Linked DNA regions of Rattus norvegicus: region 2 is linked to region 1. Evidence: chromatin contacts called from public Hi-C data. All regions are on one chromosome and are shown on one strand. The core of a region is the stretch at or near the end of the contact, and the rest is flanking DNA. Distances in the headings are between cores, read along the strand shown. Region 1 overlaps Ltbp2 (latent transforming growth factor beta binding protein 2). Region 2 holds the start of Ltbp2 (latent transforming growth factor beta binding protein 2).

Region 1 (3,688 bases), core at 595-3,094:
TTTTTTTAAAGATTTATTTTATTTATTATATATAAGTACGCTGTAGCTGTCTTCAGACACACCAGAAGAGGGCATCAGATCCCATTACAGATGGTTGTGAGCCACCATGTGGTTGCTGGGATTTGAACTCAGGACCTCTGGAAGAGCAGTTGGAGCTCTTAACCACTGAGCCATCTGTCCAGCTCAAGTCCTGAGTCTTTTAGTTCAGCTTAGTTCATGACACCCCAACTAGAGGCTTACGGTGACTCTCTTTCCAGAGATGAGTCTTATTACCTAGAAACTGTATCTTTGCAGATACTCAACCCAGTAACCACCTGAGGATATAGCCTTCTCTTCTAGACCCTCAGGGACAAGCTCTTGTCCCTGGAACAGTCAGTTATGATGGCTCCTGACTTCTGCAGGCCAGGCCATCTCTTTCCTCCCTTTGCCCAGTGCCTCAGACCCCTTGCTCTGATCTGCTCTGCACTGTTCCCTGCCGCCTTTGGTCCTTGTGCAGGAAGCTTGCTTCTCTCCCTTGGCCTGTCTCTTGCGTTGCCTCCATAGGTGCTGAATGGGTCTTGCCTCTGTACAGTAGGCCTTTTGGGCTTGCTTAAGCCGCTGGACTTTCTCTCAGAGAGTAATTGTCATTTTTAGAGGATAAATCCTCCTGTTTCCTCAGCTTGGCCAACCTGATGGCCACACATGTTGACATTCGTGCCAGAGGGGCGTATTGTTCTCCTGCGGTTGTGACCCAGAGTTTAATCCCTGTGGTATGACTTCTCTCCCTCGGTTCTTCCCCTGCATGCTGGAATCCCTGAAGACAAGTCACTAGTGAAGAACCCTGTACTTGGCTCCTTGGGCAAAGCTTCTCCTCCTTGCTGTCACTCCCTCTCCTTAGCCCCTCTCTCCTGCCTGCCCTGTTAGACTCAGCCTTGCTGCCTTGGGTCTCTGGAACTCAGCGGAGTGAGTCCTGAGACCCCATGCCTATCAGGGCTAGAAGAAAAACAGAGCTTTGCCAACCTCCACCCTTTAGTCTGCATTTAGCCTCAAGGCAGGTCTGTGCCATACCCAAGAATGAAGGTCAGCCCTCATTTCCTGGGCCCCAGAAGCACTTTCACTGCCCTTTGGTGCTGCCCTGTGGTAACAGCTCAACTAACTGCTGTCCCCCAGATGGCCACCTCTTGTAAAGGATTAAGCGTTGACCAAGGGTGATGTGAAGGCCCATTCCAAACAATCCAGTGTGAAACATGCAGCTTTCTGACTTCATACAGCTAACAGTACACACAGGTTACTACAGCCATCTGCAGGGTCTTTAAGTCTTTCATTAATCTCTGTTCTAGAATAGTGAGGGAAGGAGGGAAGGTTGGGAAAATAGGGAGGGGGAGTCAGTTTTTCTTACTGTTCATCTATACCAAAACAGACATCCATTTTCCTGTATGGACAGGGCAGGGTCAAAGATTTGCAGACACGAAGTCCCCATGGGTTGTGGCTCTCATAGATGACCAGGGAGGGGCTTTTTTTTTTTTTATAGATATCAACGAATGCCGTCACCCTGGTACCTGCCCTGATGGGAGATGCGTCAACTCCCCTGGCTCCTACACTTGTCTGGCCTGTGAGGAGGGCTACATAGGGCAGAGCGGGAACTGTGTAGGTAAGGGCTGAGTGCCAAGGCACCGGGACAGGGGAGGGTGTCATTTAGCCTTGCGATGGCTGGTTCACCCCACACACCCAGAGGGGAAGAGGTGGGCAGACAGAAGTGGCTTAGAGAGTACTGTCCTCCTTCATCCTGCTGGAGTCTTAGATGATGCTGAGTACGATGTGGGTGTGCTTTCCTTGTGGGGTTCTGCCCTCTGAATCAGCCAGGGTGGGGCCCTCCTCTGCTGCCTAGCCACATCCGTTCCAAAGCTCTATCCCAAAGTCCCAGGAGCTCCTGCGGTTCACTTCTGTTGACTGCCTTAAGAAGCCTCAGGGTCTTAGGCTGGAGAGAGCCAGCCACCAGGCCCCCTGGCTACACTAGAGCACTGTATAAGGAGAGCCTCCCACCGATTAGCCATGGCACTTCTTGTTCCCAAAACAATTCTGTGACAGTGGGAAGGAGTGCTCTTTCTCCTCAGCCCCCGCAGGGAAAGGGCCCAAGGTTCTGATTCCAGGAGGAGCCATGTTTTGAATAGATGCTTTGAGGCTCTGGGGAGGGCAGATGGTTCCCAGGCCCTCAAGACAGCCACAGCCACCCAGGCATGGCCTGGCCTCTCTCCACACTGCCCGCCCACGGACTGGAACTGTTCCTTGGGTATGGAACATGGGAATTTTTTTGGTGGCAGGTGAGAGACTAGAAAGGATGAGGCCCATGATGGAATGAGTCAGGGGTCTGGGACACCTTATTTCCAGCATTCTCAGTGGGTTCATTGAGACTATGTAGGGTGTCTGAGGAACACTCAGGAGGGTATGGCCCTGCTATGCCTAGATGAAACAAAGGGGCGTGGCTCTCCAAGGGTGGCTGGCCTGCCTTCCCGCTGAAGGCTGGTTCCAAGGGGGCTCATAATAGAGAGGATCTATGCTTGCTATGGTGGGGAAGAGGGCGAGGAGGAGGGGAGGCCAGTGCGCCCTCTTGGACTTTATCCACAGATATGAATGAGTGTCTGACCCCCGGGATATGTGCCCATGGAAGGTGCATCAACATGGAAGGCTCCTTTAGATGCTCTTGTGAGCCAGGCTATGAGCTCACCCCAGACAAGAAGGGCTGCCGAGGTACTGAGATGTGGTGCCCTCCTCGGCGCAGGCAAATCAAGTCTCCAGCATCTTCCCTGTGCATGTCAACCCCCATAGCCAACCCTGAATTAACCTATCAGGCCTGAGGCCTGTCCTACCCTTTGCCAAAAACGTATCCTTTCTGCATTCCCTGCCCACCTATGTGTCTCTGGCATATCTGCCCTGCAGAATCCCATACAGAACTCAATGGCCTGTTTCAGATGTGGACGAGTGTGCCAGCCGAGCCTCATGCCCCACCGGCCTCTGCCTCAACACGGAGGGCTCCTTCACCTGCTCAGCCTGTCAGAGTGGGTACTGGGTGAACGAAGATGGCACTGCCTGTGAAGGTAACACAGGAGAGATGGTGACAGAATACAGGCTGCCCTCCCTCTTAAATAGCATGTTTGCCCTCCAGCCTTGGGCTGATGCTGGGAGTCTCTGGGTTAGGTTAGAGGAAACTTTGGGAGACTTGACCCCAGAGAGCTTCTGAACTTGACATAACTTCTAAGTTGAGAGATGAGACAAATTGTCACAGAGACAAGAGGAAAGCTCAAGTCACATCCGGTAGTGCATGACTATGGCCCCAGGACTTGGGGGTGGAAGCAGAAATATCAGGAGTTCAAGGCCAGCCTTAGCCTTGTTGAGTTTGAAGCCAGCCTGAACTACAGGATGAGTTTGAGGCCAGCCTAGCTACAGGACATTGTCTCAAAAGAGCTAAGCTGTAGGTATGGCTATCCAAGGAGCTTTCTAGGAAGGAAGTGTGAGGTTGCCTTAAAGAATACGGCCAAGACTTGCCCTTCTCTAGAGATCCAGAGTATTCTCCAAACTCAAAGGATGGGCGAGAGGTGTAGTGAAGGAAGGCTTCATTGCTGGGACTGCCCTTCTGGCTCCATGACCATGGTTTGTCTATCTGCCTAGACCTGGATGAATGTGCCTTCCCCGGAGTCTGCCCCACAGGCGT
Region 2 (3,688 bases), core at 574-3,073, 81 kb before region 1:
CATAACTGAAAGTAATTTTAAAAATATGTTTTTAAAAGAGTAGGGAAGATCTGAGAGGTGGCGAATATGCCTTTAATCGCAGCATTCAGGGGGCAGGAGAATCTCTGAGTTGAAGGCCAGCTTGGTTTACAGAGGGAACATCCAGGGCTCCACAGAGAAACTCTGCCTTGAAAGACCAAAACCAAAACCAAACCAAACCAAACCAAACAACAACCAAGACCAAACCAAACCAAAACAACAACGAAGAAGCCCCAAGAAATGATTCCTCTTTGTAAGTGGGTACTCTTGGGTATTTCCTCACAGGAATGGGAAGCTGAACAGCACACATGGCCACTCTCGGGGCTGACGTTTGCTCTGTGAGGTGACATGAAGAGGCGGCCCTGAAGATCTCTTGGAGGCGAATACTCCAGGTAGAGAGATGAGGCATCGCAGTGGAGCAAATGTTTGCCTAGCAGAGACGACGGCCAGTGAGGGTCCTGTGAGTGAGAGTAAGCTCGGATCGGACAGAGAACCAGCTGGGCGGGGAGGATTCCGCAGGCCAGTGTCAAGTATTGAGGCTTTCTTCTCCTATTAGGTATTGCTTAGGTTCCTGGGAGGGGGGAGGCTGGTACGGGAAGTTGGAATGGGTGTCTTTTACCGGTTCTTTCATCCTGTCTCCTTAGGAAGCAGTAAATTGTGAAAACTCTTCCAGGAAAGCCATATATGCCTAGGCTTTGGGGCAGGGAACAAAAGGAAGAAGGTAGATTTGACAGAAAATTCAGTTGTGAGACAACCGATATTCCTGTCTCCATCGGTACAAGAAGATGTGAGAACCCAGCCCAACAGGGATCAATCAAAGACTCATGCAGTCTCCTTGGGGCAAATCCTCCAAGTAATGAGTGGCTGTGATAGGAAGTCTAGCTAGAGTAGACTGTGGGCCAGAGGCCACTGGCCTGGGTTTTAATTCCGTCTTTAGCAATGCTCTCCTTCAGTCACCTTATTCAAGAGGCTCCATGTCTGCCTCTGTGGAAAGAGAACACCTCTTCCAGAGGGCAGCCACCATCACCATAGGATCAGGCCAAGGCTAGACGCCACAGGAAACAGATTAAGATCTAGGAGCTAAGCCCTCTGGCAGAGTGTCACTACAAGACACGGTTGCCAAGGATGAGGCCAGCTCCACTAGGGGGCGCGCGCCCCAAGTTGACCTTCCCCATAGGCAATCGACTCCTGGGTGCTGCCCCAGGGACACCTGCATTCTCGCCTAGCATCCCCAGTGGTCAGAGGAGGAAGCGTCGAGACCAGGCGCGCATGCCTCAGGCTCGGTCCCCATTACTTTGGTCTGGGTACCTTCCCCAGCTTCCTTCAGGTCTGAGAAGCAGCCTTGTTCATCTTAGTCCGTGAGGTCAGGAGCAGAAAATGCATCCAGGACAGGTGGACAACTTGAGCTTGCTCAGGACAGGAGAAAGGAGGCTCAGGTGCGCTTGTCCAGGCAGACGCCATCTGTCTTTCCAGTCTCCGGGTCTGCTCTGCGTCGCCCGCAGCTCCTCACGGGTTAATCCCCTCGCCGCCCGCTCGCTTCTCGGTGCCAAAGAGGGTGTTGCTGGAATTCTTGTCTCCCGTAATAAGGGGGCCGAGCTGTCCCTCCAAGGAGGGGGGGCATGGCGTGGATAAAAGAGACGAAAAAGCAGGGGGCGGTTTCCAAAAATAAAACCCTCCGGTTCCCCTTCAGACGGCGGCAGTGCGGACGCGAAGGTGCGGCAGACTCGGGCTCGGTGCGCAGCCCGGGCAGCTCACGCCATACAGTCCTTGCCTGGGAACCCCCGGACCCCAAGACGTCTGTTTCAGAGGTCCCCTAGACGGGAAGGGGCACGCCGCCAGGCGGGACTGTGGAGCGAACGATGGAGAGCACCTCCCTGCGAGGTCTCCGGTGCCCACAGCTCTGCAGCCACTCTGGCGCCATGAGGGCGCCGACCACCGTCCGCTGCTCCGGACGCATCCAAAGGGCGCGTTGGAGGGGCTTCCTGCCACTTGTCCTGGCTCTCTTGATGGGGACAAGTCATGCCCAAAGGGATTCCGTGGGGAGATACGAACCAGCTAGCCGGGATGCCAATCGGTTGTGGCGCCCCGTGGGCAACCACCCCGCAGCGGCTGCAGCCAAGGTGTACAGTCTGTTCCGAGAGCCCGACGCGCCGGTCCCCGGCTTGTCGCCCTCTGAGTGGAATCAGCCGGGCCAGGGGATCCCTGGGAGGCTCGCAGAGGCCGAGGCCAGGAGACCGTCCCGAGCCCAGCAGCTGCGTCGAGTCCAGTCACCTGTCCAGACTCGGAGAAGCAATCCCCGAGGCCAGCAGCCACCAGCAGCCCGGACCGCACATTCCGTCGTGCGCCTGGCGACCCCTCAGCGACCCGCGGCTGCACGCCGAGGGCGGCTCACCGGGTGAGCACTGGAGAGAGAATTGGGGCGGGGGATGCGGGGATACTGGACGGTCATGCCTTTAGTGGAGCGGGACAGAGGAGAGTCCTGTTCCTTTGTCCTCAGTAATGTAGAGAAACCATCCCGAGGTTCCGAAGCCGGGGCTCGGGACCAGCTTTCAGAAAGTTATTTTTGGGGAGAATAAATCTACTATCCTTTCCCTTGGACACCAGTTCACCGGGAACCCCGACGTTAGGCTCTTGTGCGTTTCTAACGCGTTCTGTGCTGGGCTAACGAGCTCTCGTAGTTGCTGGGTGGGCGCTCTGGGGCTCTTGAGGCCCAGGGAAGGTTAAACTGGCTCGGGGCGCCAGTAGGTGGAGGATCGGGGCGGGGGAGTGGGGACACCAGGGCGCGAAGACAGAAGCATCTCCAGGAAGGGGCTGACAGCGAAGCAGGCGCGCCAAGACAAGTGTATGGTCCGGGCTCAGGTCTGCTGGGACACGCAGAGGGCTTAGGCATGGGTTTAGGAGCTCTGTGGAGGGGAGGCTGCGCTGTGCGAGGGACTGGGTCTGTGTGTGCCAGTAAGACTATATGTCAGCGTTGTTTGCGCATTTTGAAAGGCCACGCCTCACTCCAACTCTTCCTTATTATTTTGCACCACTCACTGTGAGCCCCGGACTCTATTACTACAGGAGGCCCCCTTCCAGCCCCAACAACGCTCTGCCCAGAATTTAATGACTGCTAGGTTAGGGACCTCTCCCCAGTATCCAGGTGTCTCTGGAGTGAGAGCACAGAAGCCTGGCAATACCGGACTGGGCAGGGCGCCATTGGTTAGTCTAGGAGGGGCTTTGGTAGCCCTCGGCCGGATCCTGGTTTACCTGTCCACTGTAGTCCCAGGTAACAGTCCCGATGCGTGTACACCGAGTTCCACTACAGAGGATCTTCCGCCTCCTGCTCTGCGCAATGCTCTTCTCTTGCCTGCAGCGGTCTTCTCCTGTATTTTAGCAGAATTCACCGTGCCTCATCCTTTCCCCGCCCTCACCCTGCCTTATGCTTTTCTTTCAGCATTTATCCCCCTCACATATTTCTATTTCTGCGTATGGGCTCAGACTTATACAAGTTCTACTTAAGCAGGGTTTTGTTTGCTTCTGTGTTCCCAGCAGATCAGTGCCTGCACGTAGCTGGCCCTCTCTGAGTCTAAATGGACTCCCTGTTAACCTTCCGAGGCCTAACCTAAAGTCTTCAGGGCACAGAGCTGCCTGCTGCCAAGTGCCTCCTGCAGAGGGCCATTTGAGGAGA

The links. A called contact is a pair of places that touch in the nucleus more often than the background predicts.
Region 2: a Hi-C map of the Rat2 cell line shows a contact between it and region 1, with 5 times the contacts expected there. The contact joins the promoter of Ltbp2 here to the enhancer-like site in region 1. A contact is called at or near these places in 3 of 12 Hi-C or Micro-C datasets (the Rat2 cell line, Schwann cells and kidney).

What each region holds. Positions count from the first base shown.
Region 1 is chr6:110,174,782-110,178,469 of GRCr8, reverse strand. Ltbp2 (latent transforming growth factor beta binding protein 2) reads left to right here. Exons shown (of 35, transcript NM_021586.2): 19 at 1,511-1,630; 20 at 2,605-2,727; 21 at 2,949-3,074; 22 at 3,646-3,688. Among named protein-coding and RNA genes, the nearest start is that of Isca2, 27 kb to the right of the region's middle. Within about 2 kb of position 1,844, at least 7 of the 93 cell types and tissues checked have an H3K27ac peak or open chromatin away from gene starts, as enhancers often do.
Region 2 is chr6:110,255,433-110,259,120 of GRCr8, reverse strand. Ltbp2 (latent transforming growth factor beta binding protein 2) reads left to right here and starts at 1,823. Exons shown (of 35, transcript NM_021586.2): 1 at 1,823-2,413. The coding sequence starts at 1,878.